2 separate regions of the Bos taurus genome follow, and region 1 is linked to region 2. A link is a contact called in public Hi-C data. All regions are on one chromosome and are shown on one strand. The core of a region is the stretch at or near the end of the contact, and the rest is flanking DNA. Distances in the headings are between cores, read along the strand shown.

Region 1 (4,144 bases), core at 152-2,651, 130 kb before region 2:
CCCTGCTCTCCAGCTTTTGAACATCCTTCTAAATTAGTCATTCAGTAACTGACAACTTAATCATTTTTTGTTTGCTTGCCACTACAAACAAAGCTGTTACCAAATATCCAGGAACATACGGCTTTCTATGCCACTATCTCCATGAGACAGATTTCTAAGGTGGAACTCCTCCGCCAAAGAGAATGAATTTTTTTTCTTTTGGTAGATGCGGTCAGATTACATTCAGAAAAGGCACGGCACTTTACTACCTCCAGAAGCAAAGGCAGAGAACATCCGCTTTCTGCAGCACAGCGGCACACAACGTGATCCTTCCCCTTCCTTTCTTTTTCCTGCCAATTACATGATTTATAGTTAATTTAATGATTGTTAGCACTTTGTAAAATATACACATTATCAAATATTCCTTCTGAAAAGAGCCGATATAACGTGCACCCACCTGACATCAGAACATTTCTTTATAATTTTAAAAATAGTTGTTGAATTATTGCTTTAACTCCTGGGACTTCCCTGGCAGTCCAGGGGCTAAGACTGTGTTCCCAATGCAGGGGGCCCAGGTTCAATCCCTGGTGAAGGAACTAAGATCCCATGTGCTGTGAGGCACAGCCAAAAAATACAAAGAATATATATAAATATGCATATACACACACACTCCTTGTTTAACTTTTACCAGCTTGACTTCTAGTCAGTTTGAGTATCTTTTCATACAAATCTTATCTTCAGTGAGTCACCTTTGCCCCTATGTTTTCTATTTCTTATTCAGAGAAATTATTATTATGGATATTAATAGTTTTGTCTGTCGTATCTATTGAAAATATATTTTCCAGTCCATCCTTCAATTTTGTCTATCATTTTTTTTGCCATAAACTTTAAAAAATATATATGTTAAAAAACATACCTCTCTGATTACTAGGATTTTTGGTCTGTTTGGAGGATTTTTCCCGTTTCAAATTTACTCTCCAAAATATCATTGTAATTCTTTATTGTTTTCTAATATTAAACCTTTACTATTTCTGTTTATGGTATGAGAAAGGGAGGTAGCTTTCTTTTCATGTATCTAATACGTGTGTATATGTTACATATATTTAAGCATCTATCAGGGAGAATGATGTCACCAAGATGGTGGAGTGTGGGGACCCTAAGTCGCCATATCCCAACAAAGATCCATTAGCTACGCACAAACACACTCCCTGGGAGAGCTCTGGAGTTCACTTAAGAAACTTTAGTAACACAGCAGAACCAAAAAACCTGAGAATAACCACACAAAAAGGGAAGGAAGACAGCTCATTTTGCCCACATCATCCCATCCCCCAAGCCAGCTTTGCATCGAGAGAGAGAAGTCCCCAGTTAGAAGCAGTTCCCCTCACAAGAAGAGGAAGAGCAGGGTGAGCAACCAGCTTCCCAGTCTCTCTTAGCCCCATAGAAAGACCGCATTCAGTTTTACCACAACCAGAGGCTGGCAAAGCTGAGATATATACAGACAACTAGGAACAACAAAATCAGGAGGCTACCAGCAGCAGACACGTGGCAGAAATGATCATGGGTTCTCAGTGACCTGTCTTGGAGACAAACCCAGCAGCCTTCACTACTAAAGAGATTCCTCGCAGATGTCACTGGCTTCCATTCCACAGGCACCTGCAGCTGGCCACCACAGCTGAGCATGTGCCCATGCCTCCAGTGCCGCACCCCAACCTCCCCCACCCCCCTACCCCCCTGCTGCTTGCCCTCGCCCCTGTCCACGGAGCCTGGAGGCTCTGCTGAGGACCCCACCAGCCCTGCAGCCTCTGTAGACCTTCCTCCCCTCCTCCTGCAGTGCTCGTCAAGGACCACACAGTTGTCCGTGCTGTGGAGCCCAGCAGCCTGAGCTAACGACCATCACGGGACTTGGGGCCACAATCTCCCCCTGCACTGGGCAAGCTTCAATAAATGGTGTTGGGAAAATTGGATAGTCACATGCAAAAGAATGAAATTCAACCTCTTTTTTTACAAAAAATTAACTCAAGTGTAAAAACTGAAACCACAAAACTGGAATAAAACATGGAGAAAAATCTGGACATCTGTCTTGGCAATAAATGTTTTGATTTGGACACCAAAAGCACCAACAACAAAAGCAAAATTCAACAAATGAAACTACATCAAAGGGAAAAAGTTTCCACATAGGGAAACGATAAGGGGTTAATACCCAAAATACATGAAGAGATTACACAACAGCAAAATTAAACAGCCCAAGTTAAAAATGAGCAAAGGCTTTGAATACACATTTATCCAAAGGAGATATACAAATGGCCCAAAAGTACATGAAAATATAAACATCACTAATCAGGGAAATGCAAATCAAAACGATGAGGAAATGTCTCACGCCTGCTAGAACAGCTATTATGAAAAAGACAAGAGATAACATGCTAATGAGCATGTGAAGCAAAGGGAACTTTTGTGCACTGTTGGTTGGGAATGTACAGTGCAACCAGTATGGAAAATAGTATGGAGGTTCCTCAAAAAAATTAAAAATAGAACTGCCCTGTGTGTGTGTGTTAAGTCACTTTAGTCATGCCAACTCTGCGACCATAAGGACTGTAGCCCCACCAGGCTCTTCTGTCCATGGGGATTCGCCAGGCAAGAATACTGGAGTGGGTTGCTATGCCCTCCTCCAGGGGATATTCCCGACCCAGGGATTGAACCTGCATCTTTTACGTCTCCTGCATTGGCAGGCAGGTTCTTTGTCACAAGCGCCACCTGGGAAGCCCCTAGAACTACCCTATGCTACAGCAATTCCATTTCTGGGTGTATTTCCAAAGGAAATGAAATCACTATCTCGGAGACGTATCTACACTGCCGTGTTCACTGCAGCATTTTTGACAATAGCCAAGACATGAAACAACTTAAGTGTCTACTGATTTAATGAATGGGTAAAGAAAATGTCATAGATAGATATAAGGGAAGAGAAAAAATAGAATTTATCTATGAGAAAGAAGAAAATCCTGCCATTTGCAACAACAAAAATGAACCTTGAGGGCAAGTCAGACAGAGCAAGACAATTACTGCATGATCTCCCTTATATATAGAATCCAAAAACATTAAATTCATAGAAACAGAGAAGAGAATGGTGGTCTACACTTCCAGGTATAGGATAAGTAAGCTCTGGGGAACTATGTACTGCATGGTGCTACAGTTACCAATCCTGTATTATATACTTGAAAATATCTGTAAGAGGAGAGGTTAAATTTTCTCGCCACAAGACCACCACAATGATAACCATGTGAGGTAAAGGATATGTTAACTAACCTTAGTGTGGTAATCATTTTGCAGATATATGTGTATAAATCATTATACTGCACGCCTTCAATTTACGAAATGTTATATGTTGATTATATTTCCAGAACGCTGGGAAAAAATAGCTATGATTAATATGTTCAAGAAATTAGATGATACGATGGAAAAATCTCAGTAGAGAACTGGAAACTCTTTTTTTAAAAGAACCAAATGGAAATGCTAGAACTGAAACGATGAGCAAAATCAATTGGGTTTAACGGTAGATCACAAACAGGTGAACCAGAACACAGCTCAGAAGATTAAAGCACGGAAAGAAAAAATAGGATTCAAAATTACAGAAATAGCATAAGAGATACATGTAAGACAGCAGAAACACTTAACACACAGTTAGAGTCCCAGAAAGTGAGGAGCAAAAGAGGGGGACAAGAGTAACTGGGTTTGACTGACAACAGAGGCAGCCCCTCATCAAGGGGGACAGGAAGGCTTCTTTGGCCCACGCATCACAAGAAAAAGAGTAAAGCCTGCGCTGGTGAGAGCCTTTGATAGATTCAGACCAGGATGTGGCCTTCAGGTGGCTTATTTTCAATAAAGTGTTATGTGAACTGAACTGTGACACTATGTGTGACTAGTTTAACTTCGACGTGTTTCTGATGTAGTTTAATTGTATGTTACTAAATAGCTTCTCTGTGCAAATGCAATTTGGACTCTAAAAATACTGCTTATTTATACTTGAATACATTATAAATTTGTTATTAACAACGTCTGCATGATTTAGCCTGATGAGATATTTTCCTTTGCATCCATGCATTCTTTTTTTCCTCAAATACTATCTACAGGAATAAGAGAGGAGTTTTGAGCAAGACGTTGCCTGAGTTAT
Region 2 (3,747 bases), core at 465-2,964:
TAACCTACACACATCATCCCTTATACTTTGTCATTTTTAGATGATTATAATACCTAATATAAATGCTAGCCAAATAGTTGCCTAAGCATGGTAAATTCAAATTTTGCTTTTTGAAACTTTCTGGAATTAAATATACACACACACATATATATTTTCAAAATGAGGTGGTTTGAATCCAGAGATGTGGAACCCGTAGACAGAGAGGCCCAACTGTAAAATAAAATTTAAACTTGGACTTCTCTGGTAGCTCAGGGTAAAGAATCCGCCTGATTCGATCCCTGATTGGGGAAGATCCCATACGCCTCAGAGCAACTAAGCTATGCACCACAAGTTCTGAGCCCGCGCTCTAGAGCCCAGAAGCGGAAACCAGTGAGCCTTTGTGCTGCAGCTGCTGAGCCTGTGCACCCTAGAGCTCATGCTCTGCAGGTAGAGAGGCCACTGCACTGCCAACCTGATACATTGCACCTGGAGAAAAGCCCTCACAGCAACTGAAGACCCAGCATAGCCAAAAAAAAAAAAAAAATCTGACCTTTAAAAAAAATTTTAAAGTCAGAACACAGTGAACATGGTTTATATTTCTTTTCATTTTGTGGCTCCCTAGGTCCTGGTTATGAAAATTGGTGTAGTGTTGAGCAGGATCAGAATTTTATATGATCTTTGAAATTATAATGACCTTTTTTCATTCATGCTTAATTCCCAGCAAGTGTCTAGGCTTCAATTTGCCATCCTCCAGGTCTGTGTAATTCTTACTTTAAAATGAAGTAACTCGGTAAAACAGTGCCCAGTCTTCCATTGTGTGCATTTCTGCTTAGGTTCCATCACACGACGCCAGTAGCTTGCTGCTTCAGTGAAACACTGAGCGGTGAGAAGTACACCGACCCTTTTAAGATTGGCTGGAGAGACTTGAAAGGTCTCTATGAGGACATCAGGAAGGTAAGAGATTTTTGACAATACTGTGAAGTTAGGTTGATTTCTTTGAATTATGAAAAAACAGTGCAGGTTTTCCCATGTGTGCCATGCCATTGCAGACCTGATTCCCAAATGTCTGGTTTTAAATGTTTATTGAGCCGTGAGTATGGGGCAGTGTGGAAGATGCGATACAAGTCACCGCCCGGAGGCGGGCGATGGCAGGAATGGGAAACTGAAAAAAGAGAAGGTTCCAGCCACAAGTGCATGTGCACAGAGTCCTCTGACTCTTCCCCCCAGATCGGCCCCCTGCACTGGGCCTGGTGCGGCTCTGAAGCCTCCAGTGCCTCCTGCCACTGTCCTCCTCTCCAGTTCTGAATATCAGTGCTGGGATGCCCCCTACAGGACTTTCTTCATCAGGCATTCTGTTGCCCAAATTTTCAGTGGCCCCCAGCCTCACGTGGATTCTCCTCTGCTGCCCAAGATGCTCATGTTCCCCTGGTCAGCTTCCTTCCCCTTTCAAGGTTCTGCATTTTCCCCCGCCAGCCCCCGCCCGACTCTGCTGTCCGCATGGCACCAGCACTTCCTGTCCGAGGAGCCATGCAGAAGCTGTGGAGGAGGAGCTCCCTGAACGCCTGCCCCGGCCGTTGCAGTGCCTGCCTCCTCCAGCGTTGGCCCTGTGTCTGGTTAAGTCCCATGCCCTTTGCCTCCCCCCTGGAGCCCTAGGTTCTTCTCCCCCAATTCCCTGTTCTCCGTGAAGGTCTGCAGACTTGCCCTCTTGATTCTCCTCTGGATCCATTTCAGATGCTCCAGCTTCTTCCTGTTCATCATTTAAAGGACCATCCCCTCACCCTCTGTCCTCCCGGTTCCGCTCCAGTATTGCCAGCCTCTCTCTCTCTGTTCTGCCCCCTCATCACGGCTCCACCACCGCCCTTTGCCTTCCTATCAGCCTCTCACCTGAAACTGCCTTTGCCCCCTTCTACTAAATCCGACAGGCACTGCTGGCTTGAATCTTCCAGACCCTCTGAACATTGGACCCTGTTGCCCACAGCCCTTCCTCGAAGCCCAGCCCTTGGCTTCTGCACTGCCCTTGTGTTTCTCAGGCCATGCTTCAGTCGGCTTCCTGGGCCCCTCTCCGTCCCCTCCAGCTGTTCCCTGGGGTTGTTTGCTCCTCTTCTTGCTCTGTCTTCAGTTTCCCCGTTTCCGTGCTAAAGACTCCCATGTACTGGCTCTAGCCCAGACTGAATGTTCTCTCCTAAACTCTTGCCTGCTCCCTGGGCAGCTCTATGGAGTGTCCATCGCTGTTTCACACTGGCAGATCTGAAGCTCCGCTTTTTCCTACAAATTGTTTTTTCTCTTGTTTATCCTGTTGATGCAAAGTTATCACCCAGGACCTTGGGGAGGATCCTCGACTTGGCACTCTCCTTCTCCTCCATACCCTCCTCATCTCATCTCTCTCTCTCTCTCTCCTGAAAGTTGTTTTTATTTATTTTTGGTTGTGTGGGATCTTTGTTGCTGCACGAGAGTTTTTCTCTCGTTGCGGCAAGCAGAGGGGCTCCTCTCTAGCTGTAGTGCCCAGGCTACTCTTTGTGGTGATTTCTCTTGCAGAGCCCGGGTGCTAGGTGCACAGGATCCAGTAGCTGTGGTTTTTAGGCTTCGTTGCTCCGAGGCATGTGGGATCTTCCCGGACCAGGGATCAAACCGGTGTCCTTGCATTGGCAGGCAGGTTCTTATCCACTGGACCCTCAGGGAAGTCCCTCCTCGGAATCTGGCCTTCATTCTCCAGCCCTGGGTTTCTGTCACCCCACTGCCCCGGCTCTTGCCTCAGCCTGAGCCAGAGGTGCCTCCTGTGTGCTCCCGGGCAGCAGCTCTCAGCTCCAGGACAGGAGTCCTCACCCTGCCACACTACACTGCAGTCCTGTTTCCCTTCCCCTGCCTAGACTCTGAGCTCCGTGTAGACGAGAGGCTGTCCCATTTATCTCTGAAACCTCTGCGTTTATTATCATCCTTGGCACCGACGGGGGAGTGCCGGGCCTGCTGGATCGTGTGCGCTTGAGCCCTGTGAAGGGCTGCTGGGCCCGTCTGTTGCTCCTGGGACACAAGCTCTGATTCTTCCCAGCAAGTCCCTGAGAGAGACAGGACACACAAGTGCCCATCCCCAGGACAGCTCTCCCTCCTCTTCAGGAAGCAAAAATCCTCCTGAGCTTCTGTTCGCCAGGCATAGCTTGTCTCCTCCGTGAACTGCTCAAATTTCCTCGTCCACACTGATCTCTCCATTCTTTGACCCTTAATGCATTTAACATACGGCCATTGTTCAAGTTGCCACTGTATCACTCACTGAATATTTCATATTTTAAAAAATTTTGCTTCCCTAATGCCATCGTAAGCTCCTTGCAATCATGCATAGCGTGTGGTACACTTTCCCTGTGAACCTTTGGCTTGTGTGGCTGAGAAACACCTAAGCCAGATGCTGACGCTGCCCTTCTCTCTCCTCATCTCGTCTGCCACCCCCCCCCCACCTTCTGCTTCCCCTGCACCCCGCCTCTTTGTCCTCCTGCCTCCACCCTCCAGGCTGCAAGCAGCCCTGTTTCCCTCCCTCTCCAGCTGTCACCAGCCATCTGGCGATCCCCCTCCTCCGCGGTCGCACAGGGTCTCCGCCAGCGGCAGGCCCACCCAGCACTTAGGCCCCTGGCGGGGGTGGCCAGGCGCTGCCTGAGGCCCAGCCGCAGGAGCCAGCTTTGTGGCCACATGGTGTCGGCACCTCTTCCTACCAAGTGTTGGATTTCCCCGTTGAAATGAATGCACTAAAATCAAAGCTGTGTGAAAGAAATTCCACTGACG

The links. A called contact is a pair of places that touch in the nucleus more often than the background predicts.
Region 1: a contact with region 2 is called in a Hi-C map of an unstated tissue, with 2.8 times the contacts expected there. The contact joins two enhancer-like sites. A contact is called at or near these places in 2 of 11 Hi-C or Micro-C datasets (skin fibroblasts and an unstated tissue).

The regions. Positions count from the first base shown.
Region 1 is chr13:18,078,613-18,082,756 of ARS-UCD2.0, reverse strand. No RefSeq gene overlaps it. Among named protein-coding and RNA genes, the nearest start is that of APBB1IP, 15 kb to the right of the region's middle. Within about 2 kb of position 1,401, at least 20 of the 102 cell types and tissues checked have an H3K27ac peak or open chromatin away from gene starts, as enhancers often do.
Region 2 is chr13:17,946,203-17,949,949 of ARS-UCD2.0, reverse strand. It overlaps PDSS1 (decaprenyl diphosphate synthase subunit 1), which reads left to right. Exons shown (of 11, transcript NM_001100331.1): 3 at 813-933. Among named protein-coding and RNA genes, the nearest start is that of PDSS1, 8.7 kb to the left of the region's middle. Within about 2 kb of position 1,714, at least 16 of the 102 cell types and tissues checked have an H3K27ac peak or open chromatin away from gene starts, as enhancers often do.